2 separate regions of the Drosophila melanogaster genome follow, and region 2 is linked to region 1. A link is a contact called in public Hi-C data. All regions are on one chromosome and are shown on one strand. The core of a region is the stretch at or near the end of the contact, and the rest is flanking DNA. Distances in the headings are between cores, read along the strand shown. Region 1 holds the start of CG4259. Region 2 holds the start of oaf (out at first).

Region 1 (7,167 bases), core at 1,317-3,816:
GAAACAATTATGTAGTAGCAAAACAACGAAAGCGTGGGAAATGCAGTAAAAGCCGAAATTTCAAATAAACAGTGAGCATTCGGAAATTTTTAGAATTTTAGAAAATAAGGATTAAAATAGGATTATGAAATGTTGCATGGAATATTCATTTATAATAATAAAAGACATAGTGGAAATACTTGGGATAAAAGCAAAACTGCTTCAGTTATTTATGAATACGTTTATCGTTTCCCATTTAATTTTTAGTTTTTTTTTTGGCTGAGTGTTCACTGTAAATTCGTTGGCCAAAGCGCATCGGGGAATAAATCAGCAGCGAATAAAAGAGAATGGAGCAGGCCGAAAAAAATGTCGTAATAGCCAAAGAAATTTAGGAAAAAATATTTCAAAGGAAATTATTTCAAAAGTTTTGGTTGCCGCAGGAAGGGATAATCAGGCCTAAGAACTCCAGAGCCCGGATAAAGTTAGGTTAGGTGGTCCGACCACTTCTTTTTGGAAAATTCCACGGACTAAATCAATAAGTGGGTGGCCTGGATGGGCGCGGAACTCACCTTGGGATCCTTCTCGTAGTAGTGCTGCTGCGTGCGAATCCAGCGGCCCACCATGTTGTCCTTGACGGTGTTGGCCAGGGCGAAGTAGTAGTCCCTCAGGGTGGACACATTGCGATCCTTGACCAGGGTGTAGTGCAGGTGGCGATTGAAGTTCTTCTTCACTTCGGTGACATTGCCCACCTCGGCGATCCCGCGCACCGAGATCTGTTTGCGCCGATCGGCGTCGGATTGGGGCTTCGACATGGTGTCCTAGTTATGTATGTCCCTTCTCTGTGGCGGCTCTATATAGTTCTCTGATTCCGTTGCGTGGGTGCGCGTGTGTGTGTGGCGTAGACCCGTTTGCGTGTGCGACAGCGAAGAGGAGACGGAGACTATAGACACAACCCAGACCTGAACCTGAACAGACGACCGTTCGCAGCAAAATCCGGAGCGATTCTCACTTTATACTTTCGGCATACTTTCGGAGATAGCTTTTGCGCCAGAGCTTTTCTCTCAGCGTGCTGCTCCCCTTGTAAACAACTCCCAGCGCACAGTGGGTGCGCTGGGTATCAACTGCTACGAATTATCATCTAGGGGATATAATACAACAATATAGGTTGTTTTTTAACTATACAACTAAATATTAAATTTTCGATTTTTATATTAATCATTTAAGAATGAAAATTTTGTATATTTCAATAACAGATAATAACTTTTATCAGTATATTTTGACCATATCGCCCACTGTGCGTTGCTGATGCAGCGGTTCTTATCTCGCCGGTGCATTTTGCTGTCTCTCTCGCACTTTAGCTATGCTGTATTCCTGCACTGCTCCCTGTGCTCTCGCTCGCTCACTGCCTCTCTCTCACTGGCGCTCTCTTTTTGCCCCAGTCACCTTGTGCGAAGGTCATACATGCGTATTTGTTGTTTATTTTCTGTTTTTGTTTCATCTTGAGGCATTTGTATGCTTTGGAATAGAACGGGTGGCGCCCCCATGAATCGGGTTTGAGCTTTTTGAACCGACGGCTGTCAAATTGAAGCTTTTAACCATCTGTTGAGTGCGGAGAATCGTGGCGGGCTGGATATTGGAGATGCCAACTTGCTAGGAATTCAAACTTTACCAATCTTATGGATACTTTTGTATCTAAGAGATACTTTTAAAATCTGATGCTTTTGTATCTTACAGATATTTTGTGTTTTATATATCTCTTTGGGTACATTCGTATCTTGAGCTTTAAGATTTACGTACTGATATTCTAAAACAAGCGTTTTCAAAAATGTTGTCACAGAATTGATCTATTTAGAAAGCGCACTGAATATATGTGCTCTGCTGTGCCTCACTCGACTTGTGCAACAAATGCTAATCACAGGACAAAGGGCATCTGCAATTCTATCCGAACAATTCAGTTATTCCATTTCTTGTTTATTACTTCCCATAATGGCACTCCCATGTTCAACTACTTGGGAATGCATGCGGAAAAGTCCTTGAAAGGAGGGTAAAGGGGGGGGGTAACATTGCAAAGGACCAAGGCGCCGCTTGTTTCGTGAGCTCACCATTTGTTCGGCTATTTCGTAGCAAATGAAAATGATTAGCACATTTGGCAGGAGGAAAGTGAGAGCAAACCTTTTGGACATCTGCCAAGTGGGCTGCCATCGAAGTGAACGCCATCATTCATAAGCTTGTCTGCTAAAAATTTAAAACTTAATTGGAATCTGCTGCCTCATTCTGCCAACCGTGCGCTTGTTGACTCCTCGCACATATGTATGCGCTATTCAACTAGTTTTTGTTATGTTTTCTTTTCATTTTTTGTATTCAGCTGCGAGTATTATGAAAAAGTTACACTTAGGCGAAAGAAAAGTTCGCTGAGAGAAATTAGACTGCATTTGCTTGGATCGTTGTGAAATAATATAACGAATGCTGCGAATATTTTTTATAATACAAGTGATTTATCTCAAAATACTTTGTGGAATTCTTAAAACGACGCATTTTACTGATAAGCAGAGTGCTGAGTTCGCAGGGTAAGTTCTAAGTACTCGATTTCATTTTGATTCGAACACTCGTTGCGGAATGTCGCTATACTTTGCGTTTCTCACGACACTGATAATCAGCCTTGTGAATAGTCAATACTTTAACTACAATCAGGTTAGTTTATATAATACTTGTACATAGATATAAAAAATACTGAAATGGAAATACGCATGCAGATACGACGTGAAACATATGGCAGTAATCCCAGAGCGACATTTCCCTGGGTGGTTTCTGTGCTCGACCAGAGGGATTGGCTGTTTCGCTATATAGGAGTGGGATCTCTGATTAATCCAAATGTGGTCCTTACTGCCGCTCATATTCTGAATGGAACAACCAAGTATGATCTGGTGGTGCGAGCTGGCGAATGGGATACCTCGACTACGGCTGACCAGCAGCACGTGGATCTCGAGGTGCTGAATATAGTCTCCCATGAACAGTTCAACAGATTCAATGCCGAAAACAACATGGCGTTACTCATTCTGGTATCCGCATTTGAGATGACAGCCAACATTAATTTAATCCCATTGTACCTACAAGAAGCTGGTATTCAAAAAGGATCCTGCTTCTTCAACGGCTGGGGAAAAGTATATTTGAACTCGACGGACTACCCCACCGTTCTCAAGACGGTCCAGGTCGATCTTTTGAGCATGGGTATGTGTAGCTCTCGAAAGCTGCCCATCCAGCAAATCTGTGGGAAAGGTCTGGAAGGCATAGATTGCAGTGGAGACGGTGGGGCTCCTCTGGTTTGTCGGATACTTACATATCCATATAAGTACGCACAGGTGGGCATTGTGAACTGGTTAAGTCAAAAGCCTGTCGAAAATACATTCATCGTCTTTACGAATGTAGCTGGTCTGCTCCCTTGGATTGACTACCATTTAAGACTTGAAGCGAACTTTCGTCCCAGAAGTTGAAAACTAAAGCCTTAGGCAGTTAGCCAGTTATTTATTAAATCTTTATTCGGAGAATCAGAAAAGAGAGCAAATAGTTATCTGCAGTTATTTCCTAAATAAAATGTGGCCTGTGTCCAATCACAAACATTCTACCACGAAAATTTATATATACATTCTGAGTAAAAATACTATTTCATTATCAACTTAAGTCGCTCAATTCAACATAATCAGTTCAAGAAGTGCTGTGCAAGTATTATTTTATTACTTCGTACCATAAACTTTGTTGCTGCGCAACACGGCGGATGCGCGATGTTCATTGAAAATGCTTTTTATATTCCTAGAAAAATAACTTGTAAATATTGTATTGTGCCTCGTTTTTTCGCCAAGTGTACAACGCAAGCAGAAATAATCTCGGCTAAAAAATCGCATTTAAAAGATGGCAGGTAGCTGAAATCTGGAGAGGTGGCCAGGAGTTTTGTGGGTGAAACGGCGTTCAAAAGTTAAAGTGTTGCCATTTTTCATTTTTTGCACGCTACTTGTTTGTTGTTTTTGGCTTGTTTGTTTGTTTGTCGCTCCACAAAGGCGAGTGTGTGTGTGTGGGAGCAACCAACACAAGCACACGAAACATATGAGAGTTGCGTTTGCCCTGTGAAAAAAAGAGCGATTCGAGTGCTTGTTAGAAAGAGTGCGAGTGCGGTGGGAAAGGGACGCCAGATGGATGGGGCATACGAGTGTTTGCATGTGTGAGTGAGATCCTGAAACTCGTTTTGCCGCTAATTGGATGCTGAAGGTGTCCTCCGCGTGAGTGTGTGTGTGTTTGTATGTGTGTATGGCTGCGGTCATGTATCTGTGTGTGTGACGTCCGGAGTTGAAGTTGCCAAACATCATTAACAGCAGACCGACACGCCCAACGCCCACGAACTTTCACACTTAAACACACATGTATTTGCACCCTGTTTTTCCAAATTAATTCATTGCAAAAGGAAAGCCATATTTTAAATATCTGAATAAATGAATATATTTTAAAATGTGGTGAAAAAAGTGTTTTTTTAGTACATCTGTCTTGTGTTATGTGTATTAACTATTAATTTCTTTTTTGGAATGATAGATTATTTTCTGCAGTGCACCGGCTGTCTGAAGCCGAAAAAGGCGCTGCCTCAATAATTACAATTTTTTGCGCTGCTGCCGCCGTACTACTGCCTTTGCAGCCAGTTCTGCTGATGAGATTAAAGTTTTGGCATAATGATGTCTCATTAAATTAAATGGCAGCATTTGCAAACAAAACTGATGTAATTTGCCCGCCGTAGTTGTCTGATTAATGTGGCCTGGCACTCGACTGAAAGGCGGAAAAGCCGGGAAATGGATCTCCGCGCCGTAAACTCTTTGGCTTTTTTGACTCGGCCGTAATTCGCTTTTTTGGGCCAGTTCAAGTGTTTGCCATAAAATTGTGTATAAATATCAATATTGGAGGAGTGCCCAGTGAGCTCCAGGTGCCCTCGCATACACACAAATTGATATTGAATTACAATAAAATCTGCATTTATCAAAAGTTCTCACGCACACAAGCTCACCTGCGCACACGTACGGCACACACATGCAACAGTTGTAAGCCGGCATTTGTATGCGTGGCATTTGGTAAAGTTTAACCCTTCTTGTTGCCCGCGCCGTAAGAAAATCAATCAGCAGTGCCTTTAATACACTAATTTCCAATTTATGTTTAAGCTCCATTGCTTTATGAAAGGGAATGTACAACAGGAAGTAACCTAAGCAGCTGGTCGGAAAACATAAATTGAGGTGATACACCCACGCTCTCGGAAAACTTCTAAACAGGATCGGAAGAGGGACCTTCAGGATGGCCTCCCAGTGGGAAAATTTAGGGGCAAGCGCGGCCATTATGAGCTACTTAGCAACCGATTTGTGCAGCACTTGCCGCACCTCACGCACACATAAGCACTCCGCCGATGGCATTAGTGTGAGTCTGTAGGTGAGGTGGGGAAAAAAAGCGGACCCAAATCGCCGAGGATTTGAAGGTTTCAGGTTTCCTGAGAGAGAGAGAGAGCATCTTGTGGCATCGGCGGCGTTTGTTGAATTGAAATTGCTTAATTTAGCAGATAATTTGGCCAACAAATTGTTTTCTGTCCCCCCTAGAAAAACAAACACATATTCAGGGAATGTAATTAGCTCGCTTCCTGTTTTTGTTTGCCATTGCTTTTGTGGCTTTGTTCGAACGCTACAAACACTCCCATGTGGCTATTTGTATGCGATTTATGGAACCAACTTGGATCCGAGCAACTTGGCACTATTGTTGCGACAACTATTCAATTACCCCCCCCTCTTCGACCAGGCCACTTTCACTCCCCAACTTCGACAAGTGCCCCCAAAGTCAGTGTTTAATTGGGTTCCCCTTTTGTCCGGATTGCAGTTTTATGTTTAACAATACGTGGACTTTGATTCCCAGCTTCGGGTCAACTTGAAGCACTGCGAGAAAATACGCCTTAGTGGACTTACCTCTTCTTTTGGCCAGTGTACCTTGATTAGGTGCGTCAAGTGGTCGAGTAATTCAAATTTATGGAGCATTTATGGAGTTGTCGGGCAATTGAAAGTCATATTTTCCACAGGAATCGGGTTAATTGACGTTATAATTGTCTTAATTGTTAGAATAAAACTGGCAATCAAGACAATTTGGCAATGATCCCAGCTAATTAAGTAATTGGTTTCCGATTGAATGGGTTTCATGGCTAAAATAAGTTTGGCAAGGTTGTTTTTTTTTTTTTAAGTTTATGGTTTTCCCTAGCAAGCGAAAGTCTTAGCCCATTAAATGTGCTATAAAATGTGGTACACGTTTGCATTTTTAATTTATACAAATTTCTACACATTGTTTGCCGCAAAAATTTACATATTCAAGTAAAAAGTTTGCAGAAGCCAGAATAAATTACATGAAATTTATTTTGGCTGCTATTGCTTCGAATGAAAATGATGTGGAAACTGGCCGCACTGTTGCAATATGTTTTTTCCAAGTATAGGATGTTGCATTTTAACGTGAACATGAATATTTGTGCATATTAAGTAAATAAGAGCATGTGAACCGTAAAACAGAAATTAAAATAAGAGTTCATGCTGATTTTGGACAATATTTGCAAGGGTCAACATATTTTCCAACTAAATTTTATTTTCATATTTGAGCTCGTACGAGTAATAAACCCAATGGCAAACCGCAATGTCAATTTGGTTTAACCAATTCGTTTAAGCCAAAGTCAATACTTTCTTAATCAATTTGCTCCTATTGGTTTTCAGTGGAGTTAAGCAATTACTACCCTATTCAACGGCTATTTTACACTATTTTTATGCACAAATCCGATTGGCAGCCACACTTACATATGTTGACATGGAAATATTTATAATATTTCACAGCTTAAATGTGACTTTGTTCGGTTGCTACCCTGTTATTAAACAAACATTAGATTAAGCTGGACTTGTGGGGAATTATGCACCAGTTGATGTGACAAATATCAATAATGTAATGCGGAAAATTCCACTACAGGACACTGACAAGTTGAAACTACTTCTTTGCATTTGGTTTTAATACGATTCATCTTTGTGTCAAGCAGATAAATCAATTTGATACGGATGTGTGAGTCGAATATGATTTATTGTTATCCTGGCTGTTTGCACCCTGTGAGTCCTGCAACCTTTCGGCGATATAGTCATGTTTTATTGT
Region 2 (7,167 bases), core at 1,962-4,461, 360 kb before region 1:
CCTCATTGTATATATGCACGTACTGCTTTTATAGATTCGTTTTAATAATTTTGTTTGTGCAAAACTTCAACCATATTGCGCAGCGCACGCGATGACTTTTTATAGGTAGAACTTTAAATAATCAGCAGCGCAAACGGTTTTAATATTATCCAAAAAATTGAAAACAATTAAAAAGAAAAACATTCAACCATAAATGTGCTTTAAAATTACTTATAGGGATATTCCATTTAAAGATTTACCAATTTCACGCACTGAACATCCCCAGGGAAGCACTCACCTGGTAGCTCCGCCCAAGCTTTAAGGTCCACATCCCGGACATAGGTGGCGTCCATGGCCTCGGCGCAGAGTCCCTGCAGATGTCTGGTGATGGGCAGCGAGCGGTTGAGCTGTACCCAGCTGCTCATGGTGAAGGTCTCACGGCCCTTGTCCTCCTCGGGAGTGCGGATGGTGTGCGGATTCTTCTGGCGCAGCTTGGCCATTGCCGCCGAGGAGATGAAGTCGCCCTTGTTGAACTTGGTTGCGAAGCACATGACCTGGTACTGGCTCTGGCCACGCTCCTCCTCGCCGAGAACCAGAGCCTTGAGGATTTGAACCTCCTGAGGGGAAGATGGATAAGAGGTTTTCAATTTCAATTGGGTCTCTCGCCCTGCTCTCTAGAGCCTCGGATTCTTCACTCACATTGCGAAAGTCGATGACCTGGGTGATGAGCGTTCCGTCGGTCTTCTGAAACTCCAGCGTTATCAGGTCCTCGCCAATGTTGGAGGTAATACTCTCCTGGATCACCTCGCCGCCCTGCAAAAAATGAAAAACAGGAAATGAAACGGATTAGAGAGAGCAACAAGTGTTAAATTACATTCTCGGCATCCCTCCCCTAGCCAGCTAAAATATTAATACGGCACAAAGGCAGTGACGAGATGTTGCAGAGGGGTTCCTTACGTTGTCAGGACTTAAATTAACTATGACAGCTCCTGAAGCTGGGCGGCCATGAACCAAATTAGAGTCAAGAGAGTTGAAAAATAGAAAAAAGACAAGCATGGGGGCCAACGAAAACGAAACGAAGATGAGTGGGATGGGTTTTGGCAAAAGGGAAGGATGGGTTTTGGGTATGAAGATGAGAGCGGAGGAGCCAACTCCTCATTCCACGACAACTGGAAATGTAGTTCAACAACAACAGCAGCAGTATTTGCCCTCAACACGTGTACATGAACCAATTTGTTGGATGTGGGTGATGTTGTTGTTATGATACCCTGGTATAGACTAATTTCACTGCTCTGATTACAGATATCTTAATACTGATGTCATTTAGTAGCTGGTACAGAATGTCGACTAATTAACTATTAGAACTAGTATGATTAAGAACTGGATTTCATAGGGTATATCGGGATTCGACCCTTGCAACAACTATGCTTTCTGCTTTGTTCTTGTTTCTGCTGGGTTTTCCGTGTGTTTGCACAAGGGCGCATGTAAACAAAGAATAGCCGAAAGAAGTGAGAAGAGAAGAGGAAGTATGGAGGAGCGAAGGAAGAGAGCCATCAGGACATTTTGGGGCCAGGGACAGAGCGCAGAGAACAATGAAGGATGTCACATGTAAACAAAGATGTACGAAAATACGCTGTGTGCAAGTGAAATAGGGAAAGAGAGAAAGAGAGAGGCTGCCTTCATTTCAAGCCCGGTGCTTTTTCGGCCAGCTAATCTAAAATTTATGGAAAAGCCGAAAGCAAAGTGTCAATATTGAGGCAGTCAAACAAACCCAACTAATATTAAAGTGGAAAAACGAAACGACAGGCAAGTGAAAGTTTCAATACTGGCATTGAACTGCACATATGTATATGTCGCATTACGGATGTATTCTGACCACTGTACGTGTCTGTCATATTATTACCATGGTTTGACCACTGTGCTTGCAAGACGCAGCTGCGCAATGAGTTCGGTATATTGAGAGGTCATTCTTAGAATTTGACTATCACGAAGAATATGACTGGCGTCAAAGTACCGTTACGAGTGAGGCGACGGCGTTGTCGCGCTGTCGCCTAGTTGGACTACACTAGCGTGTGTAAAGGATAGATCGATGCGTAGAAAATACGATCAGTTGCATACAGACGATCGCGCACGCCGGTTGGAATTCGCTTCACTCAACATGGGAGATCAGGCACAAGAAAATGTCAACGCTGCGACATATGCATGTACATACATATGTACATAATGGCGTTGCAAGCATATAGAATAGAGCTTTGTTTTATGGTCATCAGGCATCGATGGATTATCTGGCCTACTTAACGGTATACTAATTAGATATCGGCGAAGTACAAGCTCACAGAACATGTTTCCATTCGGAGAATCCTGTATTTTGCATAAATCAATAGGGGACATGATTTGTTGTGCACATGTGTGCTGCACGAATCAACGTGGGCTGTGTATGCGTGTGTGCAATCCTTTACATTTGCAACTTATTGGATGAACTGCGTGTTCTTAAGAACGAACTAAGCATTGTTTATGAAATACCGAATCCTTGCTAATTCTAAAAGCAATATATTGGCGTATTTTACAATATGACTAGGCAAATTTTAAATTTCAGATACATATACTTGTCATATTCTACTGTCATAGCTGTAATAACTGTCACTGAATTACTATCTTTTTAATATTTAATTTGTTGTTTTCGCAGATTTGTTTATTTGTCTTGAGCACCTCTCTTTCGCTCTCTCATTCTCCCGCGTTTTAAATTTGTTTTGTTTTGGCGCGCAAATTTTCGAAATGAGATGTTCGAAAATCAGATGGGCAGCGCTGCCAGCGTCGCTGTTTGTCGTTGTTGCGTTTTGCGTTGTTGGGATTTAAGTGTTTTAAACCATTTTTTTTTGCGATTTCGCACCTGATTTTGGACGTTAATGAGCAGCTGGGAGTGGGCGAATGCGTCCGCGTTCATCACTAAGTTGCACAGCAGGAACCACAGAAACGCGCGACTGTGCTTGAAAAAGTGATTTTTACTGACGACGCGACCGCAGCAATTGCCGTGCGCTGGTGTTCGAGTGCGGCTGAGTGCCTTAAGATGCGCCATTCGCCAGCGGACCTGCGCCTGCCTTGCCGCATTTGCGGCAGTTTCGATGCTCTGGTGTGGGTGCTCCTCCTTTAAGATCATTGCGATCCGACAACTTTTAAATAAAATCACAAGAAAGCACAACGAACCACTCGCGTCGACGAACGAAAAATAACTGGCAGAAAATGGTGAAACTGACTGAAACGTGACTTTTCGAAATCAGCTGACAGGTGTGACCGTGCGGTAATCCCAAAGGGTGCTGCCAACCTTCTCGAACAGGAGCCTACGAATTTCGATTGTAGAAAATATACCAACCCAATATAGCTGCATTACACTGGCACACATATCTATATCTATAGAATAAATAGACTACATTCATTTTCATTTAGTATTTAAATATTCATATTGGAATTTCCACTGCATACGTTCACACCAGCCGCACAGCTGATGCCTGTACTATGCACTAAAATTTCCCAAAACGCGTTGCCTCGCCGTCGCTTGTGACGTGTTGTTTTTTTGTAAAATATGTTTTTCAGCTGCTAAAACGGACATAGATTGTTGAAAATCCACTGAAACTAACTCAGAAGGACGGGCTAAAGACGGACTATATAATGCTGACCCTGCGGGAGCGCCAAATCAGTGAGAAACTATGAAAACAATGCCCCCATTGAAGGGAAAACCTAATTAATGGATTTTCATATTAATCATTGCAGATGCCATTAAGCAGATGCTTAATTTGAACTCGCAGCAGCCGAAAGCCCTAGCTGCCGAGCCCGTGTGGAAGATCCTTATCTACGATCGCGTTGGCCAGGACATCATATCGCCCATTATTTCCATCAAGGAGCTGCGCGAGTTGGGCGTGACGCTGCATGTGTAAGTTGTGCGAGATCCTCCAGGAATCCAGAAATTATAGCTTTGGTTAACCTCCAGGCAACTGCACTCGGATCGCGACTCCATTCCGGATGTGCCGGCTATATACTTCTGCCTGCCCACCGACGAGAATTTGGACAGGATTCAGCAGGACTTCTCGAGCGGACTGTACGACGTGTACCACCTGAACTTCCTAGCTCCCATAACGCGCAGCAAAATCGAGAATCTGGCCGCCGCAGCCCTGCATGCCGGCTGCGTGGCCAACATCCATCGCGTTTACGACCAGTATGTGAACTTCATCAGTCTGGAGGATGACTTCTTCATCCTAAAGCACCAGCAGAGCGATCAGCTTTCATACTACGCCATCAACCGGGCCAACACCCGCGATGAAGAGATGGAGGCCCTGATGGACTCCATTGTAGACTCGCTCTTCGCCCTGTTTGTGACCCTGGGCAATGTGCCCATCATCCGCTGTCCGCGGAACAGTGCCGCTGAAATGGTGGCACGCAAGCTGGAGAAGAAGCTGCGCGAGAACCTTTGGGATGCGCGTGCCAATTTGTTCCACATGGATGCCACGCAAGCCGGCGGCGGAGTGTTCAGCTTTCAGAGACCTGTGCTCCTGCTGCTGGACAGGAACATGGATTTAGCCACGCCGCTCCATCACACCTGGTCGTATCAGGCGCTTGTGCACGATGTACTGGACTTGGGACTGAATCTTGTCTACGTGGAGGACGAGACGGCTAGTGCGGGCAAGTAAAATTACTTTTATCAAGGCGCTGAATAACTGAGACTCACCAACTACGTTTTCCTATTCTTTAGGAGCCCGCAAAAAACCCAAGGCCTGTGACTTGGACCGCAACGACCGCTTCTGGATGACGCACAAGGGCAGTCCATTTCCCACGGTGGCCGAAGCCATCCAGGAGGAGCTGGAATCCTATCGGAACTCCGAGGAGGAGATCAAGCGCTTGAAGACATCGATGGGTATCGAGGGCGAGTCGGACATTGCATTCTCTTTGGTCAATGACACAACGGCCAGGCTCACCAATGCCGTCAATTCGCTGCCCCAACTGATGGAGAAGAAGCGACTGATCGACATGCACACCAAGATCGCCACTGCAATCCTGAACTTCATTAAGGCTCGACGACTGGATTCGTTTTTTGAGATCGAGGAGAAGGTCATGTCGAAGCAGACACTGGACAGACCGCTGCTGGACCTACTGCGAGATGGAGAGTTTGGTCAGGCGGAGGACAAGCTGCGCCTGTATATCATCTACTTTATCTGCGCCCAGCAGTTACCCGAATCGGAGCAGGAGCGGCTCAAGGAGGCGCTGCAGGCTGCCGGTTGTGACCTAACTGCCCTTGCGTACGTGCAACGATGGAAGGGAATCATGAACCGCTCGCCGAGCATTAGCCAAGCCACACAGTACGAGGGTGGCGGCACCAAGACTGTGTCCATGTTCACTAAACTCGTCTCACAGGGCAGCTCCTTCGTGATGGAGGGCGTCAAGAATCTGGTGGTCAAGCGACATGTGAGTTTCTCTTTCCAAATTCAAATTCAAGTTCTATATCAAAATTGTTTGCAGAATCTTCCGGTGACCAAGATCACCGAGCAGGTGATGGAGTGCCGCAGCAATGCGGAGACGGATGACTACCTTTATCTGGATCCAAAGCTGCTCAAAGGTGGCGAGGTCCTGCCCAAAAATCGTGCTCCATTCCAGGACGCCGTGGTGTTCATGGTCGGCGGAGGCAACTACATCGAGTACCAGAACCTGGTGGACTTCATCAAACAGAAGCAAACGTCCAATGTGCAACGGCGCATCATTTATGGCGCTTCCACGCTGACCAACGCGAGGCAGTTCCTCAAGGAGCTCTCCGCCCTGGGCGGCGAGATCCAGTCGCCGACGGCGACGAGTTAGGAGCGGCTGCTCCGATTCCATTGCTGCTGAGCGGAGTGGACCGGGTTTTGGTTGCATGTGCATGGGTGTCTGTGTGGCTTCTTTCGTTTACTTTAAGCATATCCAAAAATAAATTAAATGCCAGGCAAAAAAGAGAAGCAAGCGAACGCAACGGCAGAGCCAGAGCTCAGCACTCGGCAATTACTCCAACCTGACGCTTAATCCCCGAAGGACAACAAGCAAAAACATGCGTAGCCTCGTGTACAACAAGCCCAGGGAGCTGGTGCCAGAGCTGCTGGAATGGGAGCTTGGCGGCGGGCAGGGGTACTCGCATTCTAGGCACCCATTAACACCAACTTGGCAACGCTTTGATGGACAGCTGACAGACAACCAGTCAACGGCTGAGGCGATGATGGCCCAGCCATCCCGATGCCCGCTGCCTTCGGCGGCGGTGCCACAATTATGGGGCGACAACTATGCGCGGCACTTGGGGACAGGCGCAGAAGCTGGCAGGGACAGCACCCAGCAATTAGCACTATCCCTGGCCAACTATGAATGGATCGAGGCGAGGCAAGTCGCTGTCGATGGCATAGCCAGCGCACTGGAGCACTAGGCGCATTTTTTCGAAGCACTGCAGCTCTGATTGAATGTCGCTTCCTTGGGAGACGGGCAGGCAGCCTGGCAGCCAGGCAGGCCAAGTCCATCAAAGAAGAGCGTTAAATTATCCCTGAAAGCCCATCTTTGGTTTGAATTGGTGTTGCAAGAAAAGATGATGTAAATGAAAATTCTAACAAGTAGGAAAAAGAAGTGGCAGGAAAAGGAATGTTTTAAGAACCTTATTAACCGATACCAAATTATAGAAATCAATTGTAAAAACAACGATAGAGAATGTTTATAGAATTGATTCTACAGATTGGCCAATGTAGTAAAGTAATAAAATCTCTAAGATTTTCCTCAATTTAATGGCATTTGACCAGCGAAATGCTGAAATTTTCCCCATGAAATGAAAAAGCTCGAACTGAAAATATTTCCAATGACATTCAGGCCACTGTAGGAAGTTTCCCGAGATAAGCGGCAAACAAATACCACAAAAAATGAGTAAAATATGGTGGAGAAAAAAGCGATCCGTGGGCTAATTAACACTTTTGGTAAATCAGAATTGATGGCCCTGATGAAAGGCCGAAGAAGAGATGATGACGATGACGATGATTATTCATGGAGCGTTGAGTTTAAATATTGGTTTTGGTTGGGCAGCCGGGCAGGGGTTGGGTTACTATCCAGACTACCCGTGGCCACAATTTAAATGTTAACATAAACAAGAGCAATTTAACAAAAGCCCAAGACCCAAAAAAAAATCCAAGAGACTCG

The links. A called contact is a pair of places that touch in the nucleus more often than the background predicts.
Region 2: a contact with region 1 is called in a Hi-C map of the Kc167 cell line, with 1.9 times the contacts expected there. The contact joins the promoter of oaf here to the promoter of CG4259 in region 1. A contact is called at or near these places in 2 of 107 Hi-C or Micro-C datasets (the Kc167 cell line and the S2 cell line).

What each region holds. Positions count from the first base shown.
Region 1 is chr2L:2,124,636-2,131,802 of dm6, reverse strand. CG4259 reads left to right here and starts at 2,566. Exons shown (of 2, transcript NM_001272975.2): 1 at 2,566-2,670; 2 at 2,733-4,494. The coding sequence starts at 2,596. The coding sequence ends at 3,470. It overlaps Glyp (Glycogen phosphorylase), which reads right to left and starts at 990. Exons shown (of 4, transcript NM_164453.4): 1 at 549-990. The coding sequence starts at 791.
Region 2 is chr2L:2,488,999-2,496,165 of dm6, reverse strand. oaf (out at first) reads right to left here and starts at 3,211. Exons shown (of 4, transcript NM_175949.1): 1 at 2,870-3,211; 2 at 679-792; 3 at 278-596. The coding sequence starts at 3,136. Slh (SLY-1 homologous) reads left to right here and starts at 3,495. Exons shown (of 5, transcript NM_001144297.2): 1 at 3,495-3,673; 2 at 3,748-3,907; 3 at 3,965-4,653; 4 at 4,724-5,433; 5 at 5,488-7,167. The coding sequence starts at 3,646. The coding sequence ends at 5,820.